Regions from separate parts of the Sus scrofa genome. Here region 2 is linked to region 1. A link is a contact called in public Hi-C data. All regions are on one chromosome and are shown on one strand. The core of a region is the stretch at or near the end of the contact, and the rest is flanking DNA. Distances in the headings are between cores, read along the strand shown.

The links. Hi-C and Micro-C count contacts between places; a contact is called where the count stands out from the background.
Region 2: a contact with region 1 is called in a Hi-C map of liver, with 5 times the contacts expected there. The contact joins the promoter of CHCHD10 here to the promoter of DDT in region 1. A contact is called at or near these places in 3 of 47 Hi-C or Micro-C datasets (heart right ventricle and liver) and 1 of 2 datasets of contacts at active chromatin or transcription factors (alveolar macrophages).

Annotation. Positions count from the first base shown.
Region 1 is chr14:49,791,892-49,795,824 of Sscrofa11.1, reverse strand. It overlaps DDT (D-dopachrome tautomerase), which reads left to right and starts at 2,629. Exons shown (of 3, transcript NM_001243557.1): 1 at 2,629-2,774; 2 at 3,073-3,248. The coding sequence starts at 2,667.
Region 2 is chr14:49,919,936-49,924,102 of Sscrofa11.1, reverse strand. It overlaps CHCHD10 (coiled-coil-helix-coiled-coil-helix domain-containing protein 10, mitochondrial), which reads right to left and starts at 2,503. Exons shown (of 4, transcript XM_001929468.4): 1 at 2,338-2,503; 2 at 1,877-2,096; 3 at 869-1,016; 4 at 574-771. The coding sequence starts at 2,378. The coding sequence ends at 752.

The DNA of each region.
Region 1 (3,933 bases), core at 1,380-3,879:
TCCTGTGGCACAGCGGGTTAAGGATTTGGCATTGTCACTGCAATGGCTTGGGTTGCTGCTGTGGCGTGGGTTTGATCCCTGGCCCGGGAACTTCCACATGCTGCGGAGGCAGCAAAAAAAGGTGTGTGGGGGGGCGGTGCTTAAAAACCCCACCCTGCACAGATATTGAGGAGCTTCCCAGTGTTTCCTAGAAGAGACCACCTAGCCTGTGACATGTGTGGCAGAGGAGGGAAGATCCACCCAGAGGATCCCTAAGCCAGGTCATGCTGTCTTGTGCCTCACTGGGCCCCATCCCTCCAGCTGGCTCTCCCTCTTCCCCACAGCCTGTCAGTGCTGGCTGCGACCTCTTCAAGAGCCGGCCGAAGCTGGCTGCGTGGCGCCAGCGTGTGGAAGCCGAAGTGGGGGAGGACCTCTTCCAGGAGGCCCATGCGGCCATCATGAAGGCCAAGGACTTGCCTCCAGCTGATAAGGCCATAAAGGAGAAGCTAAAGCCCTTAGTGCAGCCTCTCCTGCACTGAGTGTGGGCTGGGCCTGCAGAGCCACCAGAATTGCTGCCCTCTTCCCACCCTGGTGGTGAGCAAGACACCCCAGGCAGAGTCTGGTCCCCAGTGCCCTCCACACACCTGGCCAGGATTCCTCCTCCTGTCTGTTTGCTAACTTTGCCTTTACTGCTTGCACGCTGATTTCCTCATGACCAATGGAAAGAGCTTTAGTAAACACAACTTTGACCCTGACCTTCTCCTATTTGAAACTTTCCCTGGTGCCTCACTGGTCTGAGACTAAAGGACAAAAGGTAAGTCCCTGAACCATGACCTTTGCATTTGAGGTGTTGCCCCCCCACCCCCCATTTTCCCACAGTAGCCAGTCATTTTCCTGCTTCCCACCTCAATCCCCAGCTCCCAGCTTCCCCCTGGGCCTCCTGGCCTTGGCTCAGGCTATTTCCTTGGTTTACAGGCCCCTCCTTACCTTTTTTATCTGGTCCTCCTCCTGGTCTTTTGGTATTTGTTACCACATCCTTCTGTGGGGAGAATCCTTGACCTTGCCCTAGGCCAAGTCAGGTACAGGGCTGGTTCTTGAACCTCCTTGCAGGGAGGGAAGTCTCAGGCTACTTCCTGACCCCCAGGTGCTATGGAGATGCTTTGCTCTCCCGTGCCTACTTGTAACCCAACCACTGCCTTCTCCATGCCCCATTCTGGGTCCCAGACTTGACACTTGACCCTCAGGATGGTCATAATCTACCTGTCTTGTGTCCTAGATATCTGAATCATCTAATAAACTGCTAAGGAGATAGGGTCATGGACAGACAGAGCCTCAGCCTGCCTGCCTCCTATGGAAGTTCTTTTCTTTTTTATTTTTTAAATTTTTTTGGCTGCACCCACAGCATGTGGAAGTTCCTGGACCAAGGATTGGACCCATGCCATAGCAGCAACTTGAACCATTGTATTGACAATGCTGAATCCTTAACCTGTTGCACAAGGGAACTCTGGAGGCTCCTTAAATATGCACCCTTACATAGAATTTCAGATGTATAACTGAAATTGTTCATATACATGTACACAATTTCATTTTTCATTTACAATTCAAACAACTTTGCAACGCTGATGAGTACCATGTTTAGTTTCGTCTTCCACTTTATTTATTTATTTGTTTATTTACTTACTTTTGCCATTTCTTGGGCCGCTCCCACGGCATATGGAGGTTCCCAGGTCGAATCGGAGCTATAGCCGCCAGCCTACACCAGAGCCACAGCAACGCGGAATCTGAGCCGCGTCTGCTACCTACACCACAGCTTACGGCAAAAACCACTGAGCAAGGCCAGGGATCGAACCCGCAACCTCATGGTTCCGAGTTGGATTCGTTAACCACTGAGTCACGGTGGGAACTCCTTTCACTTTTTAAATAACACCTTTTACTTCACTTGTAAAACTATAAAGTCCGTCCTATAAACATTGCTGGTAATTCAGTTGGGACCTGGCTCTTGCCCCCCTGGTGGGTGGTCCTTCACAGTGAGGCAAGGTTGCCTCAGGCACGAAGGGGCACAAAGGCAGATGTATGTAAGGGCCAGGTAGGGATGCAGTTAGCCCGAGGTTCTCTGCCCGCCCCACTGGAGCCCACACCTGCCACCAGGTCTCCTGATCTAGACCGGTGTAGATTCCCACATAGAACGCGAAGTTGCCTGACTGACATAGAGGTAACTCATTCAAAAAAATGTTAAGCCTCTGTAACGTTGTAAGGTTATTAGGATGGAGCCTGGGAAGGCTCCTACGGCTGTCCATGTTTGGGTGTTTTTAGCCATCTAAAACTGGTTAAAAAGCAGACGAGCACGGGAAACAGGTTGCAGCTACAGCGCCCGGGGAGTGGGCGGGACCCGACGCATGGGCGGGGCCGGGCCCGGCCAATGTCCCTTTGGGGATGGGGTTACGCGGTGCCGGCCGGGGTACAACACTTCCGGAAATCAGCGCTAGCGCTTGCAGAGGTTGGCTGCTGAGGCCGGGGGTGTGGCCTAGACAGCCCAGCGGAGGGCGCTGCGTGCCCGCCCAGCCAATGAGCGGCGGTTTTCCGCGGTGCCCCGCCCCTGCGCCTTGTGGCCCGACCCTCAGGAACACCAATCTGGACTCCGCAGGTCCTTTCTCCCTGGCCAATGTTCGCGCGCCTTCGCGCCAGACATGCCGTTCGTAGAGCTGGACACGAACTTGCCCGCCGACCGCTTGGCCGCAGGACTGGAGAAGCGGCTCTGCGCGGCCACCGCCTCCATCCTGGGCAAGCCTGAGGACGTGAGCATGGGCTAGGAAGCAGGGGGCGGGAGGCGGTTGGCGACCGAGGTAGAGCTCTGTCCGCGTCCGGCCTCTCCACTGCGACCCCGACTCTTTCGCGCTCGTCCGCCGCCCGCCAAGCTCTGACCTCTGGCTCTCCATGACCCACGGCCTCATCCCCACCTTTGCTCTGTGTCGCCTTGCCCAGTCGTGACCCCGACGTGCCCCAACGCTGATCCCGCGGGGCCGCCGCACTCCCCGGTCCTCCACACGATCCCGGTCTGTACCGGTCTCAGGCGAAACTTTTGTGTCCCCGCAGCGCGTGAACGTGACGGTGCGGCCCGGCCTGGTCATGGCGCTGAACGGCTCAGCAGAGCCTGCCGCGCAGCTGCTCGTCTCCTCCATCGGTGTGGTGGGCACAGCTGAGGAGAACCGCGTCCACAGCGCCCGCTTCTTCGAGTTCCTTACTAAGGAGCTAGACCTGGCCCAGGACCGGTGCGTAGGAGCTGGAGAGGACTCTTGGGACTGTTGCGCACTACTGAGGCCAGGGATCCGACCTCAGGGCTCCTCCTAAGGCTGGGGAAAAAAATAAATTCCTTACCCTGCCGAGAGAGAGGTTTGGTGCCTCAGGGCGCTGGTGGTGAGTCCACCTTGAGAGTGGGAGTAGAATTGTATGGGTGCCTGGCTCTGCAGTAGTCCCAGTGAACCTGGGCAGGGTGTGGCCTTTTGGACCTCAGGGCTTCCATCTGTGAAGCGGGAAGGCTTTTCTTTAACGGCTCCCTGGGGGCACTGCATGGATGGCAGTACACTGTACCTGACTTGGCACTTGGCACAGTAGGATGTTATTACCCTGACAAAACCATAAACACTTATATCTGCCTTCAGGCTTCTCCATGTCTTAGGAAAAAAATAGGAGTAATTTCCTAGAATTTCCCAAAGCTGGTCAGGACATACCCATGTCCTGAGGGTGTGACCTTTGGGCCTATGGTCCAACCAGGTCCCAGATGAGGTGCCATGGAGTAGTGGAAAGAGCATTGGCCTGAATGTCTGGAGACCTGGGAATGTCAGCTGGGGACCCAGACAAGCCTGGAAGTGAGGCTCTGGTTTGTAGCCTCCTCTTCTGTAGATGGAGGCACGGATTAGAAAATCCCCTGGAAGCCCCTACAGCTCCCAAATCTGG
Region 2 (4,167 bases), core at 1,254-3,753, 130 kb before region 1:
GAGATGCCACCTATTTCTGCAATGTCAGGATGCAGAGAAGGTGCGCCCATGGGGGAACTCCCATGATGGCTTTTGAAGGGCCTGCTCCTCTGTTCTGGCAGCTGCTGGCACACCACGGCCAAGTGGATGAGCTGGACTCAATCCAAGGGGGCTGGCCATGACTTCTGCCATGTATGAACAGGCCAAGGCCTGGCAGCATTCGTTCCTGTTGCAGAATCTGGAATTACTGGGAACTGGCATCAGCAAGGTCACAGACAGGGCCCAGGGCCTCTAAGATGTGGGTGCGGAGAAAGGGATTCAGAGGCAGAGACAGGAAGGGTGGAGGGGGCAGGGTCCCCAAAAGGAGACAAAAGGCCTCTCCAGGGATCTACCCAGGAGTCAGGCACCTTAAGGTCACCTGCTGATGCCTCATGGCTCAGCTTGGACTGCCCGAGGCTGTCGGATTACCCAGGATTACAAGGACACCCTCCCCACTGAGGGCACTAGTTTAGGGTGAAGCATCTCACCCCACAGTGTGACATCTATCTGCCACCCACACCCCGAAGACGATCCAATGAGGGGGACACAGCATGCTTGGGTCTAAAATAAACTCTTTTAATTGCACATTTTCGTCTCGGGTCACCTGTGGGGTGAGAGACCCCCTCCTCACTCCCTACCCCAGCTCTGTGGGTACAATCTGACATTGTAGTCGGGCTGTCAGTGAAAGGGTGGAGGTGGTGGGGGGCTGGCTCCTGAATCCACACCAGGCTCTTCAGGGAAGGGAGCTCAGACCTGCAGAGGGAGCAAGGGAGATGGCACAGGCTGGAGGTCAGCCCGCAGGTGCAGGGGGAAGGACACCCCTCCCACCCCCTGGAGCCACTGCGCTCACCATGGTTGTACTTGCACTGCTTCAGGGCCTCGCTGAAGCCCTCACACAAGGACAGGTCACTCTGGGTAGTGGAGCAGTCCAGGAACTGCCTGATCTCATAGGCGCAGGGCCCCATCTGCATGGGCTGGGGGGCAGCGTGGGCTGGGGCCTGGGGTACAGGGGAGGAGGCAGCAAGGTCAGCTAGGGGCTCGCACACAGAAGAGGACTCCACGCCTGGTGGTGCTGGCTGCCTCTACCCACACTCCCAGTCCCGCTGCCCAAAGGTCCCTGGAGGGTGAGTGACCTGGGCCAGTCTGCCCTGTTTAGCCATAGTGGCTCTGTCCTTGAAACAGGTGAACCTGCTGGTGCTGGTACAGATAGCATTCCCTGCTGCCTCATAACAGGCACACTGGGCAGGTGGAAGGGGGTGGGGAGGCGGAAGAAGGTTCTAGAAAAGTTCAGTGCTCTGCTGGAGTGCAAGCCCCACCCCCACAATTTCTAGCACCTTCCTAGCTCAGCCACACTGATCCTCATGACCCCTGACCCCGCCACTAAGCCTGAATGTGGATCAGGATTGGTAGGGTGCCTGGTGGGGGATAGGCCAACAGGGAACAGGCCCAAAGTCACTGGCTACCCTTCGCCCTTGGGTGCAGGGGCTCTGGGGCACACCTGGGGGTGGGAGAGCAGGGACTCAGGAACTTCAACATCTCTCTCTTCTACAGTGGTTAGGTGACCTTGGGCCAGTCTCTGAGCCCTAAGGGCCTTCATTTCCCCATCTTTAGAAGGCTGTTCGGTGTCTGTCCATGGAAATTTAGGGACCCTGGCCCCAGGGGAGGTGATGGGAGAGCCTGCTTGTGAGTGACCAGAGGCCAACAGTAGGGCGATGAATAGGACAAAGTCCTTGGCGGAGGAAGCTCTGGACACCTCCGACACTCCTCAAAGGACAGTCCTGGCTGGACATGCCTGAAGCTCCTGCTATGTGGCCCTGAGAGAAGGCGGTCTCAGTTTCCCTTGAGCCTAGTTGCTCACCTGCTGGGCAGCAGGCTGGGCGGGCTCTGAGCTCCCCCCACTGAAGGCTCCGGTCAGGGCGCTGCCCACGACGTGTCCCACAGCCGAGCCCACGGCTACTCCGGCAGCCGTGGACGCCATCTGCGCCATCAGGCCGGGCTGGCCCGACGGAGCGGTGGCAGGGGCTGCTGCCGAGGGCGGCGGGTGCGCGGGCAGGTGGGCAGAGGGCGCGGCGGCGCGGCTGCAAAGTAGGAGGTTAACAGGGTTAATCCTTGCCGGACTCCTGGCCGAGGGCCCCAGGTGCCTGCAGCTCGGGGGAGGCACCCTCTACCCCAGCCAGAGGGTGGGCGACCACCCGCGACTGCTGCACCATCGCCCTTCCCACGCCAAGATGGCGCAGCAGCCGCCAAGGTCACGCTGTCATGCCCTTGGGTGCCGCGTTTCCTCAGCCCCCTCCCCCTGGGGCCCTGTCCCAGTCACACCTGGCTGGCCGGGCGGCCACGCTGCGGCTCCCCCGGGGCATGGTCGCTTTGATGGGATCAGTCGAGCGACCGCGAAGGTGACGGCGGCGGCAGTTCTGGCTCGAGGACCAGCGCGGAGGCGCCTGTCACAGCCGGCGCAGCCGGGGCGGGGCCGCGGCGGGGCCACGCCCCCGGAAGGAGGAGCTGGACCCCGGGTCTTGCTGTACTTGCGCGGGTCCGTCGGTCTCTACCTTCCTGCTTCCCCTGGTGTCGGTGACCTGCGCCCTGGCTCCTGGCCCGAGCCGTGTGCGCCCTGGAGACGTGGGCCGCTGTCGCAGGGTGCCGAGGACGTACGCCGGGGCAACCAGCCTGGTCCTCCAGAGACCCCAGTGGAACGCAGGGAGCGGAGGGAGCTGGGGGCTGTCCCGAGCTCGGGGAGTAGGCACCAGGAGGCCAGGCCCTGCTCCTCTCCCTCCTATCAGACCGGCTCGCTGGCTGCGGCGTGGCCTCTGAGTCCCGGGTGGACGGACTGTGGCAGGGAAAAAGCACTCACCCAACCGCCCGCCAGAGGAGGTCTTGCGCCATCCCCCGACCCCGAATGCCCACCAGGGGGCGTCTCGACTCCTTCCCAGCAAAAGCCCAACCCGCAGCCTGCTCCCACTTAGGTGCGCTCAAGCCCGCGGTTTGGCCTTCCACCCCTCCCGATCCCTTGCCCCAAGGATGCAGCGCCAGACTCTGACAGCGTTCACGCAGTGTGTCCCTCCCAAAGGCCTTGACCTGAGCGCCTAGAGGTGTTTGAATGGGTTTGAATCCCGTGGCCTTGAATTCTAGAACCAAGAATCACCTTGGTTCTAGGCCCAGTGCAGGGCTGATGCAGGATCTTAGGATGCTGCCCAGCCCTTGAGGAACTCGAGGTTTTCAAGTTCTTCTTCTTTTTTTTTTTTTACCTGCTTTTTCGGGCTGCATATGTGCCATATGGAAGTTGCCAGGCTAGGAGTCCAGTTGGAACTGCAGCTGCCAGCCTATGTCACAGCAATAGCAACGTGGGATCCGAGCCACATCTGTGACCTACACCACAGCTCACAGCAATGTCAGACCCTTAACTCGCTGAGTGAGGCCAGGGATGTAAACCGCATCCTCATGGATACTAGTCAGCTTTGCTTCTGCTGAGCCACAACGGGAACTCCTTCATGATCTTTTCTGAGTGATTTCTCAGTGGTCATATTGTTATTGTTGGTGGGGAGGGGTCCTGACTTTTTACCCATCCTGGGTCCCCTACACCTGAGAGGCCTCCTGGCACCAGGTTTGTGGGTGGATGAAATTGCCCAGAGCAAAAGCATGGGAGGGGGTGCACCCAGGTGGGGAGATGAGGCCCCTCTGTGAGGAGATGGTGGGAGGGAAGGAGGGGAGAGGGGCCCGGCAGTGCCTGGCAGGGTTGGTTATGTCTGTACTATGTCCCTCTGTCTGTACCACAGAGTGCTCTCAGCCAGCCTGTGGGCCAGGGTCCTCCCTTGGCCCCCCCCTGGGCCTGGGCCTCAGTTTTCTCCCCTGAAGGGGGAGAGACCATCTACCTGGAGATGCAGGGAGCATGTTAAGGGTGGCTACTCTCTCATCACAGACATGCTAGGCCTGGTGGACCTCCACCTCTTTGGCTCATACAGTCCCCATCCACCTATTCCTATTTGCCAAACTAGGCTTATCAAGGTCTTCCTCTTACACGAAGCCCTCTGTGACCAGCCCATCTTGCTGTAACCATGGCTCACCCCTGTGGCCTGCCAGGTGGGTGGTTGTTACTGGAACCCCCATAACGGGTGGACTGAGGTCCCCCAAAGCATAGCCATGCACCCATAG